Regions from separate parts of the Mus musculus genome. Here region 1 is linked to region 2. Evidence: chromatin contacts called from public Hi-C data. All regions are on one chromosome and are shown on one strand. Each heading gives the region's core, a stretch centred on a gene start, on an enhancer-like site or on the middle of the called end of the contact. The rest is flanking DNA. Distances are from core to core; before and after follow the strand shown.

Evidence for each region. Hi-C and Micro-C count contacts between places; a contact is called where the count stands out from the background.
Region 1: a contact with region 2 is called in a Hi-C map of bone marrow-derived macrophages, with 21 read pairs. The contact joins two enhancer-like sites. A contact is called at or near these places in 2 of 484 Hi-C or Micro-C datasets (bone marrow-derived macrophages and nephron progenitors), 1 of 115 datasets of contacts at active chromatin or transcription factors (embryonic stem cells) and 1 of 9 other capture datasets (embryonic stem cells).

The regions. Positions count from the first base shown.
Region 1 is chr10:67,825,978-67,829,637 of GRCm38.p6, forward strand. No RefSeq gene overlaps it. Among named protein-coding and RNA genes, the nearest start is that of Gm51769, 37 kb to the left of the region's middle. Within about 2 kb of position 1,389, at least 1 of the 459 cell types and tissues checked has an H3K27ac peak or open chromatin away from gene starts, as enhancers often do. A contact at or near this core is called in bone marrow-derived macrophages, where this site is marked.
Region 2 is chr10:67,488,737-67,492,705 of GRCm38.p6, forward strand. No RefSeq gene overlaps it. Among named protein-coding and RNA genes, the nearest start is that of Gm51825, 8.1 kb to the left of the region's middle. Within about 2 kb of position 1,290, at least 19 of the 459 cell types and tissues checked have an H3K27ac peak or open chromatin away from gene starts, as enhancers often do. A contact at or near this core is called in bone marrow-derived macrophages, where this site is marked.

The sequences.
Region 1 (3,660 bases), core at 139-2,638, 340 kb after region 2:
AGGATACCCCCAGCTTTTACCCGCTGCCTCTGTCAGCCTTTCCTTATTGACCATCCACATTCCTTCGTGTCACCCCCTGATCTGTACTATATTTACTTAAAATCCAGTATGGGTAACAACAACAAAAGGATTGGACATTGTCTTACCCTGTCAGGGTTTCCATGGGTGTGAGCAGACACCATGACCAAGGCAGCTCTTATAAGGACAACATTTCACTGGGACTGGCTTACAGGTTCAGAAGTTCAGTCCATTATTATCAAGGTGGTAACATGGCAGCCTCTGGGCAGGCATGGTGTGGGAGGAGCTGAGAGTTCTACATCTTCATCTGAAGGCTGCTAGGAGAAGACTAACTCCCAGGCAGCTAGGAGGAAGGTCTCTCAAAGCCTACCCACACAGTGACACACTTCCTCCAACAAGGATACATCTATTCCAACAAGGCCACACCTCCTAATAGTGCCCCTCCCTGGTGCCAAGCATATACAAACCACCACAGACACCCATCCAACAAAAACAAGACCAAATATATCAAGAAACACCTCAGACACCATAACTCCAGATGCTTAGATCCCAGTGCAAAAAATCACAAACATGAGCAGTCAAGATAAGACACCTCCTCCAGAAGCCATCAATCATAATGCAATAGCCAAAGCATAGACAAGGACTTCAAAATTACAATTGAATATGTTGCAGGTTCTTTAAAGAGGATGTGAATAAAAGTCTTAATGAAGACTGAAAATACAAAAGGCATAAAATTGGAATTTAACAACAACAACAACAAGAAATAAGAATAAATCATAAAATGAAAAACATAAGATTCAAGTCATAGTGGCGGTTTCTTGGAAGGGTGTCTGGGCTGAAGGTTGTGAAGATGAGCAGACTCAGTTCCTCCATCTGCTGTGTGTTGCTCTGCATTCTTCAAGCATCCCCTTGCCCATAGGTTGCCTGTTGAAAACAACTAGAAAACCAACCACTTAACAAAGTAAGCTGAACGAGACAAGGGTAGAAGACTACGCGTATACAAAGAAAATGAAAAAAAAACAAAAACAAAAACAAAAAACAAACCAGGGAAAACATACTTGGTTTGTGAACATATTTGTATTTTATCACAACAAAATACCAGGAGCTTATGTGAATGCTATTAGAACAAAATTCCAGAAGCTTAAGGATGTAAGCAGCAGAAACTGGCTCTCACGGTTCTGGAAAGCACTGGGCCCACACTCTCCCTAGTAGACTGAGGGAAGCCTGATTATGGTCTCTTTCCTGCCCCTGGGAGGCATAACCACTGGTTTGCTCATAGGAGAAGAGGCAAGGCATTCTTAGGTCTCTCTGTACCCTTTCCTCTTCATGTCTGACTCTGAGTTCACACTTCTTTTGAATCAGGATGCCTACCACACTGGGTCACATGCTAATGATGTCATCCTTGCTTTATTACTTCCAAGTCAAGTCCCATTCTGGGGCAATGACTGCTAAGATCTCACTCAGCATGTGGACCTGAGGAAACACAGCTCTACTCATGACAGAAAGCCCCTGCGATGGTCCTGGGAGACTGATTATCCTGTTGACCTGGCATTAGCAGATGCCATGTGGAGGCTTTCCTCAGAATGATAGCTTTTCCGCAGGCCCCTGTGCAATGCTTCTCAGCCTTACCTGCTTGATGAGCTGCAGGCCAGGGAGAGATCCCTTCTCAAAGATACTTGGTGTTCCTCAGGATGACAGCCATGGTTGTCCTATCTCTACAGGCATATAAACACATGCACATGTACTTACACACAGAGAAACACACACACACACACACACACACACACACACACACACACACACACACTAAAAATGGAGACCATGGCATATAACAGGCACATATTGAATCAGGAAGCCTGAAGCTAGCTTCTTGGCAGTGGTGGTTCTGCTTCTGGTAAACTTTCTCTCTCTCTCTCTCTCTCTCTCTCTCTCTCTCTCTCTCTCTCTCTCTCTCTCTCTCTCTCTCCACATCTCCACATCAGGAAAGGCACATCTCTGAAGCTTAGCCACTTACACGCCATTTCCTTTCTTGTGCTACTGATAACTGCATTTGTGGAAACGGAAGGAGTCCTTGGAGGTTGATTCAACATGTGCGTATCTCTAGAATTTTACTTTGTAACCAAACAATACGTTCCTCTGAAGAGAGCATTGCTGCATGCAGAGACAAGGTAATTTAAAAATCATGTTCAACTTATATTTATAATAGAAGATAAGGGAATGTTTTCCTTCTGGATGAGAGAGAGAGAGAGAGAGAGAGAGAGAGAGAGAGAGAGAGAGAGAGAGAGAGAGAGAGAGAGACCTGGCCATCAGGATAACACGTGTGAAGATTTAGGAACAAACCATGAAGTTGGTTGATACAGCCACACTATGGATGCTGCAAGACATGCTTATACATGTCCAAACACGCATACACACATCCCTGCATACCGTACACTACACACTTAGAAACTTTACCAAGGCAAGCAGAGATCATAGGCGAAAAAGATCCAAGAAGCTCGGACCTGCAGTGAACATCAGGATCTGTTACTGTCTTGGATGGTGTACCTTTCCTTGCCTCCTCCCAGATCCTCCCCACCCACCCAATTCTGAGCCTCCTTTCTCTATCAGAAAACAAACAGGCATCATGCCCTGCCTCCCACAAAAAGAAAAATAAAAATAAATAAAAAGCACAAGACACATGCACATGCATGCAGCATATGTGTGTGTGCACACACACCTTAAAAACAAGAAACCAAGAACACTAATATGGCTGGATGTGATGGCACATGCCTTTAATAACAGAACTCACTTAGGAGGCAGAGGCAGGCAGAGGCAGGCAGAGGCAGGCAGAGGCAGGCAGAGGCAGGCAGAGGCAGGCAGATCTCTATAAGTTTGAGGCCAGCCTGATCTACGGAATGAGTCCAGGACAGCCAGAACTTGCTACAGAGAAGCTCTCTCTCAAAAACAAAACAAAACAAACAAACAAACAAAAACACCAGCAACAAAAAAACAAAAACACCACCACCAACAAACTATAATACACAAGCAAAAGACCACAACAATACATGCCCAAACACAGGAATAAGAGAAAATCAATTTGCAAAAATACCATTGAGTTCATTTTACATTGGCAATCACCTACTGTGATCATAGGAACTGCCTTTCAATGTGGTTTCTATACCCAGCTGAGACTTCATCAAGGAAGACTTTTCCTTTGCAAGAGATTGTTGATTGAAACTAACTCCTGGCTTAGGGATGGGAGCTCCTGTCCACTTGCAGCCCTCTGTGGTGGGACATTATCTGGCTTAGATCTGCGCAGGCCCTGTGCATGCAGCCTCCATCTCTGTAAGCCAGTGTGAGTCAGTCCTGTTGCATCAAAGACAGTTCTCATTTAGTGTGTTCGGATGGCCACACGGAACTCAAACAGTACAATCTTGTCATCTCTGATGATCTATCTCTAAAGGGCTTCTCTTGGGACATTCAGTAACTCCCAGAAGTCATGGTTCTTTTCTTGCCAGGGACTTTGCATGGCTTCCTGACATCCACCCAGTACACTGGACACTCTTACCCAACCTCCCCAGTCAGTTTCTACTTCTCCCAAATGTTCCATAAACTGACAAAGACCAAGCACGGATGGCTTCTTGATATCCATAGTTTTGATCA
Region 2 (3,969 bases), core at 40-2,539:
CCTCCAGTTAACCAACATGACCAAAATACATTCCCCATGTACAGCCCACCTTAGTGTGATATTCTGGATGGCGATAAAATCATCTCCCCTTTTCTCAGATAATAATGAGTCCTCCATTAAGTAGATAGTTAATACACAGAAGCATTTAGGCATCAGGATAGATATTCTACTTTAGGAAGACACTACGGGTAAGAGAACAGGGAACCACCCCTCTCCCCAGAAGACCTACATTATAGAATCCATGTACTTCCCTGGCAGTTTCGAGAATAAAGTATAATCACTATTCCGAGAGGAACCTGGGGCCTGGATGAGCACCGGTTTTTTTTTTTTTAACTAGGAAAGTCATAAGCTACTTCCATATCTGTGATCTTAGAGACATTATTGCAAAGGACAGCCTCAAAGGAAAGCAGCAAGCATACCTGTGTAGCGACCGAATACTCACCTAGAACACAAAGCACAAAGGTGTCAGGGAGATGTCAAGTTTAGGAAACATAACTTTATGTAACTATTATCAATGCCAAGGTCTTGTGTATATCTGCTACAGGCTAAATACTTTAGTACCAAGGTCACAGATAGAGTGTATACATCTACCTCTAAGACAGTGGATTCTCAACCTGTGGGTCGTGATCCCTTTGGGAGTTCCTGGACCCTTTCCCAGGGATTGTCTAAGACTATCAGAAATATCAGCTATTGACGTTCTGATTTCACAACAGTAGAAACATCTCAGTTATGAAGTAGCAATAGAATTAATTTTATGGTTGAGGGGGGTCACCACAGCATGGGGAGCTATATTAAACGGTCGCAGCATTGGGAAGGTTGAGAACCACTTAAGAGCTCCCAGGGGGAAAAGGCCAATGAACAGGTGGGAAGTGGGCATCTAGGTCGATGGGAAACGTGTGTGCAGACCAGCCAGAAGATCTCAGAATGGTAAGAACGATGCCTCTCACAAACGCCATGGCAGCATAGTGAACATCTTCCTGTTTACATCTGTTCCCAGTATCCCTGCAAGATGAAACGGAGTCCCTTCCTCCTTCCCTCTTGTTCCCTCCCTCCCTTTTCCTTCTCCCTCCCTCTGTCTCTGCCTCCCTCCCCGTTCTTAACGCTCCCGTCCCATGTTTTACAAATTGCTTGCCCACAACTCCGAAGAAGTTATCCAGGTGTGTGCCACAGGGCATCGGGAAGATAAAGAATGTGCATGTGCCCGGGACAACAGCCTTAACTGGTAAATCAAGTCTGTTCTTCTCACCCCAATGATTTCCTCTTTAAAATTCATCTTAGAGGAAGTTGGGCAACTGTTTATTTTCCATTCTGGCTAGGGTTACTCTGGCTCTCTCAACTCTGAGTAAGAACTTGAGAACAGTCAGGCCTTCTGACCATGAGGAGGGGAGGGGCGAGAGTCCTGGATGGCAGGTCACCAGCTACAATCAACATAGGGGCCCTGGAAGAATGACAGTGACTGTCACAGAACCAGGTTGATATATTGCCATCAACATCCTTGAAGAGGCTATTGAAAAGATGTCACCCATAGGGCTCTGGGGATAAAACAGAGGCACAACTGCCTCTTGCCTTGAGGACCATGGATGTGAGAACATTGGCTCTAATCAAGGGGAAATCCAGCCAAATTACCAGAGAGATATAGAGGAGGGGCCATTTCTGATGTAGGGCACATAGGAAAAGGAGGGGTTTAGCTCTCTCAGTCTAGTGCCTGTTCAGATCAATGGTTCAACCAGCACATCAGACTGGAGGTCCCTTTGTGGGATTTCAGTAGTCTTATGTATATGTTGGGGGGGAAGGCAAATGAGGGGTGCAGAAGAATGAGGGTATACATGCTTTACTTCCAAGTCATGCCGGGGTTGAGTGCACAGGGTAGATTAAGTTGTGATGCACGGTGCATTCGGGAGCCCATGGAGGACAAGCCTGGAAAACAGAATGACTCAACTCCCCTGTCCTAAGAAGCCATTGGCATTCCAACAGGATTAGTGAGAGTCACCTATATTTTCTTTGGGGGACATTATTGTGGCAGGTGTTCACTGTGTATGAGTCGGAGGAGGAAGAAACTGGAGATAGGAAACCAGTTGGGCAACTGTTGCAAAGCTGGGTGAGAGCTAACATCGACCTTGATCAGGGCTGTGGCCATCAGGGCAGAAGAGAGGAAGGGCATGAGACGTGGAGAGGTAGCCCTGCCAGGGACAGACAGCTGGTTTGGTAGACAAGGTCAAGAGATAGAATGACAAGAGGAACTTATGTGAGGGTTAGACGTTGGTCCATGTGCCATAACCAAGGCTGAGTCACTGGTATGGGGGGGGGGGAGTTTGGAGAATTTAAGAAAAACTAGACGTATTTTTCCCCCATAAGAATGTTCATCCTCAAGTGTGTACCTTGAGGAATGAGAGTGTTACCGTAATGGAAGACAAGGTAGATAGTGGTGTTTTGGTTTTGAAAGGCCAGCAGACTTTAGGAGGAAGGGCTGTGGAGAGCACTTTAAATATACTCTCACTATGGAGTCTTGAGAAATGAGTGTTCTGAGTTCTTGAATTTCAGTGCTTGCAAGTCTGGGATCAGAACTCTCTGGTTTCAGATTAACTCCCTAGAAGGTCCACTAAGATCTACAGTGAACATATTCGATCTGAGCTTCTGGTCTCAGATCCCTGATCTCTGGGAGAAGGGAGGTAGCTAGGCTATCATCCATCCTTCCCACCCCACCCATCTGTCCCATCCCATTCATCCATTCAAGCCTCCTTCCCTCCCTCCTCATCCTGTTCCTCAAAGGAGACCTATTACATGCTCATGATAGCTACGTTCCTTGCTGGGCATAGTTATAAATTGACATTATAGCAGGAAAAATTATATGTGTATATTTATATACATACATATATATATGTATATATATTAAACACAGAATATGACACACATGTGTGTGTATGTATTTATATAGTCCATCCCACTTTGGATTAACATACCAGAGACAGATGGTGATCCCAAGTGAAAACAGACACACAGAAGCTGTGGTGGACAGCAGAGTTATAGAGAAAAGGCCGAAATGGAAGAGAAGGTTGTCAGGTGAGGAAGTTGCTGTTGAACAACCTCTCCGAGAGAAAGACATTTATGAAAGAAGAAAGCCTTGGGTAAATGAAGGGAGGCTATTCCAGTGTGGGGAGGGGATCCTGAGTTGGACTCCCTGCTGGAGTGTTTGGACCATAGTAAGGAATACAGCGGGAATGCTCCAGCAGGAGGCTACTACAGGGGACAGGAAACCGTTGAATAGATAGGTCCATCCTACAGAGTTCCTTCCCAGCTAGGATCTTCTGGAGACAATTTCTGATTCCTACAGAGTGGTCCCAAGGTGGAGGTTTAGAGGATGGGTTAGCTATCTACTTTGGGGGCGGGGCTTGCTTCGTGGAGAGTGGAAAAACTGGACGTGGGGCGCGCTCGTGCTGGGAGGAAGGGTTTCCTGCCGAGAAGCCTGGAGCGCTTTTCCCTTTAGTGGAATCAGTTCTGTGGTGGCGCTTCCCCTCCCACCTGTGCGATGGAGGCTGGCAGGAGGCCTGGGTCTTCCTAGCAGCCCTCTCAAGGCTGATTCATAGCACCAATTACTCAACATGTATAGATTCTAAAATAAAAATAAGTTCTTCTAAATGAATCTAAAAATGTACCCGTATTCGTTGAGTGCTTGCATCACAGACTGTGTTTAGTTTAGATCCTCCTTGCTTGCCTTCTTACACCAAGCTGCAAGATGGGGCGCTAGGAGGAAGAAACTCACACAGGCTGAAGCTCTTGAGTTCTATACTTAAGTTCTATCTCCATGACAGCCCGACAGCCCCCTGACCATGTGGAACCTGCTCACGTGGTCTCGAGGAACCGTTTTAGATTCTCCGCTCCTGCTTGCTTATCTAAGAGTTACTTTCATTGGGCTTATTCTATCTCTCTCCTGGTTATTTACCATCCAGGCGGGGAGGGCTGCATTTTCCT